2 separate regions of the Neogale vison genome follow, and region 2 is linked to region 1. Evidence: chromatin contacts called from public Hi-C data. All regions are on one chromosome and are shown on one strand. Each heading gives the region's core, a stretch centred on a gene start, on an enhancer-like site or on the middle of the called end of the contact. The rest is flanking DNA. Distances are from core to core; before and after follow the strand shown. Region 1 holds the start of SCAI (protein SCAI). Region 2 holds the start of GOLGA1 (golgin subfamily A member 1).

What was found. A called contact is a pair of places that touch in the nucleus more often than the background predicts.
Region 2: a contact with region 1 is called in a Hi-C map of fibroblasts, with 2.5 times the contacts expected there. The contact joins the promoter of GOLGA1 here to the promoter of SCAI in region 1. A contact is called at or near these places in 2 of 3 Hi-C or Micro-C datasets (fibroblasts and muscle).

Annotation. Positions count from the first base shown.
Region 1 is chr9:9,807,369-9,812,769 of ASM_NN_V1, forward strand. SCAI (protein SCAI) reads left to right here and starts at 2,409. Exons shown (of 17, transcript XM_044264918.1): 1 at 2,409-2,525; 2 at 3,236-3,280. The coding sequence starts at 2,473.
Region 2 is chr9:9,947,955-9,952,949 of ASM_NN_V1, forward strand. It overlaps GOLGA1 (golgin subfamily A member 1), which reads left to right and starts at 1,871. Exons shown (of 22, transcript XM_044264927.1): 1 at 1,871-1,978; 2 at 2,794-2,843; 3 at 3,694-3,996. The coding sequence starts at 3,862.

The DNA.
Region 1 (5,401 bases), core at 1,159-3,658:
AAAGATTGCATGGAGGCATTATGGAATAGTGTAAAGAATATAGGCTCTGGGATCAGATCTAGGTAAAAAACCCAGCTCTGCCAGGCAGTAATAGCTAACTTAGGTAAATGCCGTATGTGCCCTATTTTGTGTTTACCTTTACCATGGTTCTATGACTGTATTACCTGTCCCCACCTCCCACCCACTGTCCACCTTCAGATGAAGGAACAGATTTAGGATAGGTAACTTTGCCAAGGTTGCATAGGAGAGCTGGAACTTGAACCTCTTTAGGGCATATGAGAATACATCTTAAACCCTCTTAAGCCATCCTACGCAGTATTGGTTATTGTAGCTGTGTGACACTGCGCGAATTGGGTTCTCTGGATCTTAAAATTCTGTGTCTACAATAGAGAGTACCATACAGAGTTGATCTCAGGATTAAAAATAGCACATATAAAGTACCCAGTCCCTGGCCCAAAGCTGCCATTTATTGAGGGCTCATTCTAATACATAATTTTAATTAAATGTAGGTGGGAAGTAAGAATAATTTAAGGTAATATATAATTGCTGATACAGTGTAGCTTATGAAAGTATAACAAATTTGGAGAAGAAAGTGATGTTGAATGGAGTAATTGGGAAAGCTTAAAAGAAGTTTGAATTAAACATGAACAAGAATGGTGGGATGTACATTTCTTATTTAGTAAAAACACAGAAGCAGAGATTATTAGAACTTGCATGTGACACAAAGATAGGACTTGAGGGTGCCCCTTGGGAAGGTTTAAGAAATGAATGCACAGCTCTATTGGCAGAACCAGTTATCAGGAGTTGGTCAGTTATGAAAGATCTTGAAAACCACACAGAATTTTAATCCTTGTTTTTTTAAGAACTGTAATAAGTGATATTTCAAAATTAGTCTCCTAGTGAGTTGATGGCCCTCCCCACCAGGACTCCCATTCCACCTGCCACACTCTTGTCTGACAAATTATTCTGTCCCCCCTTTTCTGATTTGGTTGAGATCAAGGTTGTTCACAGTTTGGTGATTTGGGGATTACATAAAATGTTAATTACGGGAGCCAACAGACGTTCGACAACATTTTTTCCCTTGTCAAAGCCATTTAAGAACCTCCAGTACAATTTGTCATCATTATTTCATAGAAGGCATGTCATTTTTAACATGAAAGATGTAAAAAGAGCCATCTCAGAATAAAAGTCCTTTCTGTCAAATAAATTCGGTTTTGTGAAAAACTAGTATCCTAATTTCTGCCATTTGTGCGGGCCAGTGAGAGATTTGTCCTCCGTGTGCTGATGTGATCTACTGGAGGTTGTCACATTATTGATTCATTAAAAACATTTTCTAATAAAAAGGTAATAGCAAAAGAAAGTTTGGTGCCTCCTCCCAGTTTCAAATAGATGCCAAGGATCTACCAAAAACAACAAACACCTGTTCATGTGGAATGTAGAGAGGCTGTAGAATACATTAAAGGAAGAATTTTATATGTTAAGGAGTGTTGTCTTCAAGGATGGCCCTATTAAAAGTATAAGAGGAACGATAATTTACACTGTGCTTATGTGCTGAAAGTATTGCGTATTTAGGTCTGTCAACAATAAAAATGCAGTGAAATTTATTTTTAAATTGATTAACTGGCATTTAATTTACGATCATCTGCAGTATCACAGGATGGTTAGCACACACTCGAGGATCAATTCTACTTAGTCCTTCCAAAATGGAACACATTGCTTTTAGTTATGGCATCAATTCTGTTTGCAGTGATGATTTTTCTTTCATGGCAATTTTTTTCTTGCTTTCTTGGAAAGCTTGCCCACAAGCTTGTGATCTTTTCTTCAGAGAACTGAGCATCTGAAACATGCTTTATTTTGGTAGATTCTTGCAGTTTTCTTGCTGGATCCTCTATGAAGGGTATCTGTGAGCTGTGAGACCGTTTCAGCATGATGTAGAGTCAGGGACGGCATCGAGGTCGTTCAAAATGAAGCTCCTTCTGGAGAGTTACCGCACTGTTGCACCTGCCAGAGTTTGGGAAATTGCAGTGCTTGACTCTTGGTCTTGGCGTGGTGCAGTGTTGGGGGGCGCCAGCAGGTGTGTGGAATGCAGGACGCAGAGCCAGGAGAACCTGCCGGCAGGTGTCTGGCGCCTGAAATGCAGTTTCTACTTTCCAGCGCACGGTGGCGCTTGGGTCTCCCCTGCCCTACTAGCAATCTCTAAGGCACCTCCGCCGCCACCTGCAGTCTCAACCAAACCTAGGTGGCGGGATGTGACGGCCTGCGCGTCCAATCGACTGCTAGGCTTTCGGCCACACTACAGCTCTAGCCAATGGGAGTCGGGGAGAGGCGCGGTGGAGGCGGGCCCCGCGGCATGCCAGGCAGAGGCGCGAGGCCCTCCTCCCGCCTCTCCGCCTACTCCAGCCTCCGCCGCCTCAGCTTCCCGAGCGAGCCCTGCGGCCGCCGGAGCAGCTCCCGCGGCGGAGCAGGAGCCGGATGGTCAGAGGAGCCCGGCAGCCCCAGCAGCCGCGGAGTCGCCTGGCCCCCAGGTGGGGCGGGAGCTGGGTCGAGGTCGGGGTTGGGGATGGGGTGGGGGCGCGGGAGCGGGCCCAGGGGCCGTGAAGCATTCGGGGCTCCGAGACGGGAGGGGCGGGGGGTTCAGGCTGAGTGGGGGGGCTCGGGGGCGTCCAGGGACGCGGGAGTGGGCTGGGCGGCGATCGCATCCTCGAGGCCGGAGGAGAGGGGCGTGTGAGGGAAGGGACGCCGAGGGGTGAGGCTGGGGGCGCCGGGCCGGGAGGGGCAGGGTGCGCGCGCCCCGTGGACGGGCCGTGGAATGCGGGGGGCGCGGGGCCTGGAGGGGCGGGGCTCGGAGGGGCAGTGCACGCTCGGGAGGGGGTGGGCACGGGAAAGGGGAGGTCGGAGGGGCTTGCGGGGGTGACGAGGCAGACAATGAGTAGGTGGAGGTGGGTGGTTTTGGGGAGCGGGGCTGTGACGAATAGGAGCTGAGGATGGAGTGAGGGACTAGCAGGGAGAGCAGGGTTTGGGCACAGCAGACATTGGGGGAACCGTGAGTCCCAGGGTTGCATGGTCTTGGTAAATAGGGGAAACAGAGCATCAGGGGTTTGTAAGGTCAGGTATGAGCTTTGCGAGCCTATGGTCTTAGAGGGTGGTGCACTGAGTTTTCGACTGGCACAGTAGGACCAGGAGATGTGTTCTTGTATGTTACTTTTAGTTATCATCTTATTTGTTTGGTTTGTAGACTGACTGGCACAGTGGAGAAACCACCTCGAAAACGGAAAAGCAGGTAAGTCAAAATGCCTTTCTGTTTTGCTTCGTGTTTTTCCATTTGCTTGGCTACACCTATGCCGTACTGCATAGTTATATACTGTTAGATGAAGTTTTTTATTTAGCTTTTTTTGTAATGAATATAACTACATGCAAGATTTTTCACTTGAGGAGTTCAAAGTAATACCTGTATCGTGTGTGTGTGTGTGTGTGTGTGTGTGTGTAAGATTATATGGGAAAGAGACGTGGGTAATTGAGAAATCCTAGTTTTTTACGTTAGCTATAATTTCAACTTCTCCACCAATTTTGTTTAAAAGGCTAGTATTTGGCGGGGTGGGGGTCGGCGGCGCCTGGGTGACTCAGTTGGTGCAACATGAGACTCTCTTGATCTCAGGGTTGTGAGTTCGAGCCCCAGGTTGGGTGCAGAGATTACTTAAAAATAAGATCTTAGAAACAAAACAAAAGTAATTTGGGGGCACCTGGTTGGCTTCCTTGGTAGAGTGTGCGACTCTTGATCTCAGGGTGATGAGTTTGAGCCCCACATTGGGCATAGAGCTTGCTTTAAAAGATAATTAAAATATATTTAGGGGCGCCTGGGTGGCTCAGTGGGTTAAGACACTGCCTTCGGCTCAGGTCATGATCTCAGGGTCCTGGGATCGAGTCCCGCATCGGGCTCTCTGCTCAGCAGGGAGCCTGCTTCCTCCTGTCTCTCTCTCTGCCTGCCTCTCTGCCTGCTTGTGATCTGTCTGTCAAATTTAAAAAAAAAAAAAAAATATATATATATATATATATATTTAAAAACTAATGCTTACTGAATGTCTCCTGTGTGCCGAGTACCATGTGCAAGTGCTTTATATGTATCATCTTCTGCAATCTCGAAACACCCCAAGGAAGTATGTACTGTTACCACAATTTTGCAGAGGAGGAAACTGAGGCACAGAGAGGCCAGATCACTCATCTAATAAATAATGGAGCCCACATCTGAATCCAGGCAGTCTGACTCCAGAGCTTGGGCTCTTAACCATTATACTGTAATGCCTCTAATAAAAGTACAATTGAAAATAGATTTCCTTACTGCTTTTTCTTTTATGATCATACTTAGTACATAGAGTCCAATAAAAATCAGGGCAAAATCAGTCCAAAAAATCAGGGCATAGGGAAATAGAAACAGAGAGTGTATTTAGTCTGCAAACAAGTGAATTACTGCTTGAGTGATGAAGAAGAGCATCTGTCTATCCCACAAACATCTTCGGGTGCATTTCACATGTCAGATACTATGTAGCAATTATGAGAAGGTTTTTTTTGCACAGAGGTAGGCAGTGGTCTAGAAAGAAAGTAAGTTACAGTAATGAGGATGTGACCAGTAGGGCTACTGTCTTTGTTAATACTTGGCAAGTTACTGATGTTAGCATGCAGAATACCTCAACAGTAAGTAGATATGAAATGCTGATGACAGAAGTGATACCAGCCAAAGGTCCTTTGTCATTTTGGGTCTGTACTGTCCAATATGGTAGCCATATATGGCCATAAAGCACTTGAAATGTGGCTGGCATGGCTGAGGAACTGAATTTTGAATTTTATTAATTGTAATTAATTTAAGTTCGAAGACTGGGATTTGACTGACTGGAAAATGTTCAAGTATGTTTGGAAAAATTGGGGTATGTGAATCTACTTTTTCATCTACAAGTTTTATGAAATTTATATACACATCAAGTATTCCCAGTGAAAATTTATTGTCCAAAACAAGATGTATTCTAAGTAAAAATACACATCAGATTTCCAATCGGTATGAAAAAAATGAATGTAAAATTTTTTATTACTAGTATTTGTATTGATTATATGAAGGAATCGTATTTTAGATATATTAAATTAAAAGTATTACTAAGATTATTTTCACTTTTTTTCTTTTTACTTTTCTAACATGGTTATTCTAAAATTAAAAATAATACATATGGCTTACATTACATTGTTTTTTTGGACCGATTTTAACTCTCAGTACCCCACTACCCTTCTCTTGCTGTGGCCTCCTGACTGCATTCTCTACATCAAATCTGTAGTTCACTCATCATGCTGTCCAAGTTGATCTTGCAGTTCTAATGCTTCAATCCTTCTGTGGTTCCCCATTGCTTATTGAATGTAA
Region 2 (4,995 bases), core at 621-3,120, 140 kb after region 1:
TATTGTGGGTTAATATTTTAGATCAAAATCTGTCAACTCAGCTCTGTGAGACAGCAAACCATTTGGATTCATTAGTTTTATATGTGTTATCAGTAGAATAAATTTTGAAGGGGCTATTTACTACCAATAACTAAGGGGAAAATTATTTTGTCAATATCATTTGACTTCAACATTTGTGGTATTGTGAAAGTCTTACTCGTTGTGTTTCTGAATTGCTTAAGCCATACATACTCTTAAGGATGTTTTCCTGTTGTGTTCTTTTTCAGCCTTTTTCTGCTTTGTCTGTTACAGTTAATACTTCATAGATTTTAGAAACTCAGAAGTTATTGAAACGTTTTATTTTCTTGAGTTCATCACTTTTGACTCTTGTATGATACGTGATTTGTCATAAAGGATAGCAAGCCTTTCACTAACTACTTCACTAAATGAATTTCAGAGTAAACACTGTGATTCCACAGGTGGATTCTGTAGGCCCTTCTTTCCAATGTTTTCTTCTGTTATGGTGCCTGCCACCTTAAGGGCACTTAAATGGTAGAGGGTGGAAAGTTAAACATTGTTTTGATGTTTATTGAATAACAAGATTACAGAAAATTTGATTTTTGTTGTCCGTGTATTGAAAACATTTTTGCATTGATAAATGTTCTCTAGGAATGTGACTACATTCATCAGGTGTGAACTCTTGTAAATGAATTTTGTATCTTGAATCCACGTGTATATTAAGTGTATCATCAATATAAAAATAAACATTATTTGCTTAAGGTTTTTGGCACTTCTTCAGAATTGTTGACAACATACGTGCTAAACTGTTAGGGTTTGCTTCTTTCAGAACATACCTAGACACTTAGGACTGTCTTGGGGTCGTAGCTTCTATGCTTATTCTTCTGGTTGGTAAGTTTCTTCTGAGTCCTGGTCTTGGTTTTTTCCCTGCCTTGCTCGAAGTGGTCAAAAGTGTCACACGCGGAAGGGAGATTGTTTGGCGGGGATGGAAGCTGCTGACCCTCTGGTCGTTTGGGGGTTTTAATGTGCGATTTCAATGTGGAATGTCTGACTTGTTTGGCATCGAGGAGTCCAGACACCGGACGCGGGCTAATTTGCAGTGTAACTTTGAACTTGAACTTTCAACTGTCAAAAGTTGGAGGACCATGAGTAGATAATGAGATGAATGTAGTGGGCTGCTATCAGCTTTTTATTTTGAAATGCAGTATATCGGAGTGTATGATATAAGAGTATGATTCCGGAAACTTTGCTTTCAGAGGTACATTATGTGTGTCCTGTGTTGAGATATAAAACGTATAACCTGCAGTTGGTCATAGGCACAAGAGTTTAAAAAAACTAGTCACAAAGCGCTAAGACCTAGTTGTACTTTCCAAAGCCACAGGCTTCTGTGTGAGGAGGGAGGCACGGACTCGCAGTGATCACCTGCTATGCCGTGGCCAGGCGGCTGGGCAGGGCGCAGTGGGATTGGGATGCGGGGAGCGGACGGAAACTCCCTCTCAGTTCCGCGCAGCAGTGGCCTTAGGATTCAAAGCCCCACAACACGCGATGGCCCCACGGCACCAACTGGGTGCTTTTCCCTTCGGCCACAAGGCTCCTCCCACTTCCCCGCTCCGCACCGCCCCCTTAAAAAGAAAAAAAAAGAACAATAAAGGCTTATGGCCACCCTGTCATCATCCACGGGTCGGGCCGCTGGGTGACGTGGCGGGCCGGCCTTAGGGAGCGCCCAGCCTCGCGCCCGCGCCCTCCAGCGGTTCCGGCCCAACCGCAGCCCGGATGATGTCGCCGTCGACCGCTGAGACCGCGCGCGGGCGCATGCGCGTGGCAGGCCCGCCCCGCGCGCAGCCACTTCCGGCGCGCTGGTGTTGGTGCGGTTCCGGGTCGCTGCTCTGCTCGCCGGCCGGCCGTGGGGGCTGGTGACGCGGGCCGGTGTTCACGAGAGGTCCCGGAGGCGGGGCTCTGCCCGCTGCCCAGAGAGCGGCAGGTGCGCGGGCGGGGGCCGGAGATGCCAGGAGGCCCCTCTTTCTCCCGGTGGCCTCGGTCTGCCCCAGAGCGGCCCGGACGGGGTTGCCCAAGACCCAAGGCGGGGGGCGGTACCGGGGTGCTGAAAGGGCGGGGGTGGTGGCAGAGGGGCTGCCCGGCCGGGGAGTCTGGAGCTTAGGGTGTCAGGACCCCCCCCCCCCCGCCACCAGCGACCTTGGACAAGTCATTCCTCCTTTCTGGGTCTCAGTTTCCTTGCTGTCAGATGGGAGAGACGTTGAGTCCCTCTCTCTTCCTTGACAGTCCAAACGCGGGCGGTTCTAGAAGGAGCCTGAGTTGAGTGGGATCCAGACTGGCGTGGCAGGTACCTGCCTATCCCTGGGCGTTAGGCTGTTGTTTTTTACCCAGTTTAGCCATTCTTTTTCTCGGCGACGTTCTTAGTGCGAGTCAAGGCTCTGTGACTAGACTGCCCGGATCTCGCCAGGTAAACAAACAATGTGTGACTGTCAGAATCAACTGAGAAATAAATACTGGCCCTAGGAAACCGTAATCTCATTCAAGTTGTTTTTGCTCGAGTCTCCCAAGATGTAGTAAATTTAGGCACCAATGAGAGATTCTGTTCTTCGTGCCTGTTAGTGAAGCTCCAGGTAGATCACAAACGCAAAGGAGAAGGTGTCCCACTGAGGACTGTGGCAGTGATAGATTCTTTCCTCTGTCTTCTGGTTAATTCTACCTTTATCCTCTTCCATTTCCCCCAAACATTTTGGCCTTACACTTGAAAGGAAATACCCAGTGCATTTTATCTTTGTTTTCATTCAGGACAGAATGCTTTGACCTCCAAGCTGTTTTAAATCTGGTAGATAAGCCAGGTGAGTAGGTGGTTTACAGACATTGGAGAATTGTACAGATTTACATGGATAATCTGAAGTGGTAAGAAGTCTTTCGTAGATCTCAGAGCAGAACCTAGGTGTCCTCCACAGAACATGGAAAGTTAAGGTTGGAACCAGAATATTGGTGTTTCATACAACACTGGGAGGAAAAGAAGGTTGAATCTCATGTTGATTATCATGTAAAACATTCTGAAGATGAAACTGAGTTCAGGTCATTTTAATCACTCTTAAAGAGAACCATACAGAATTTCTAGGAAATGTTTAAGGGTATCTGATGCTTATAGAGGATAGATGTCTGGCTTGCCTGTTTTTTCTAGGTTGTCAGCTTTTTCTAGTCAAGAGCTGATGGCCAACCATCCTCGAACATTGGAATGTTATACCTTTATCCTCATATTGAGTACATATTTTGTCTTCATCTTAAAAAAAAAAAAAAAGTAAACTGTAGTTAATATTGTGGGGAGAATTTCCAACCATTATGTGACATTAACATGTACCCTGGGCAGTTTTACTATATGTGTTATATGCCACAGCCAACGTGGCATAATAAAGAAAGAGTAAGGACTTGTGAGTCAGAGTCCTGGGTTCAAATACCAGCCCTGCCACTTAAACACACACTCTTTGGCAGATTACCTCATCTCCTCAAGCCTGGATTTCCTTATCTGTTTATGCACGTGAAGCACCTGAGTGCTTTTTAAATGTTTAGCAGTGTGTTCTGTTAAATGTCCACGTAAAATTATGAAACTTAATTTTGAAACCTGAAGGTTAAAAAGCAACTCAGTTCTGAAATCTCTCCTGTGTTTAACTTAGCTCTTTTTCGTCTGATTTATAGATACTGTTCTTTAAGCCCTTGGCCCACACTGAAGTGGGAATGCAGTTTGCTTGGATGTCTGGAACTTTTTAGGCATCAGTCTCTGAAGTCCTGCTTGCTGGCCTAAGGACTAGACTACTGGGGTGGTTCACGAGCTGGTCATCCGTGCAGGATAACCACACAGCAAAAATGTTTGCAAAACTGAAGAAGAAAATTGCAGAAGAGACCGCTGTGGCTCAGAGGCCAGGGGGCGCTACTAGGATACCACGGTCAGTGAGCAAGGAATCTGTTGCCTCTATGGGAGCTGACTCGGGAGATGACTTTGTAAGTATCTTTTCTAATTTTTAATATTTGGTACACTCTTGATATATTTTAAAAATAGTATTTCTTTTTTTTTTAAGTTTTTTTTTTTTTAAGATTATTTATTTATTTATTTATTTGACAGAGACAGATCACAAGCAGGCAGAGAGGCAGGCAGAGAGAGAGAGAGGGGGAAGCAGGCTCCCCGCTGAGCAGAGAGCCCGATGCGGGACTCGATCCCAGGACCCTGAGATCATGACCTGAGCCGAAGGCAGCGGCTTAACCCACTGAGCCACCCAGGCGCCCCTTAAAATAGTATTTCGAAGAGACTTTCCCATAAGTATTTTCTTTTAAAATTGAAAGATTAGATGGGGTTTATATCTGCTTCTTCCTACTGTAAGGTGCTTTTCTGTTTTTTCCTGTTTTTTCAGAGTCCCTTTTCATATTCTCTACATTGTCCTGTTACACTCTTTTTATACTTTATGCATTTTCTTCTATATTTCGTTTCTCCAAAAAGCCTTGGCTTATTATCTCTGCAGACAAATATACTTTAAGTCATTGTTGCCTAACATGGTCTGTGAGTTATGGTGTGGAATTAGAGTACTCTATTTTACTAGGAAAGTTGATGAGAAGAAGACACCCCTGCTGTATGTCCCTTATTTGTGAAGGACCTTTGTGTTTGGAAAGATTTAAGAACAATGAAGATGCTGTTGTGTTAGGTAGATCTCATGCCTTAGGATTAAAAGTGTGTCTTTGGCATATGACAGGATCCTCTCAAAGTCAGTTATCTTTTTTTAAAAAATTACAATATTTGGTGTATGTAAAAGAATGTGTGTAATGTAACTGTAAAGTATAAAGCATAAAAATAAAATGGATGCTTGTTAATGGGTTACCTATCCAAAGAACTAAAACATTGTGGAAACTGTTGAAGGCACTTGTATGCTCCTTCCCAGTTCACCTTCTTCCTCCCTGCCCTCCAGATAACCCCATCCTAAATTTTGTGTTTATCATTCTCTTGATTTT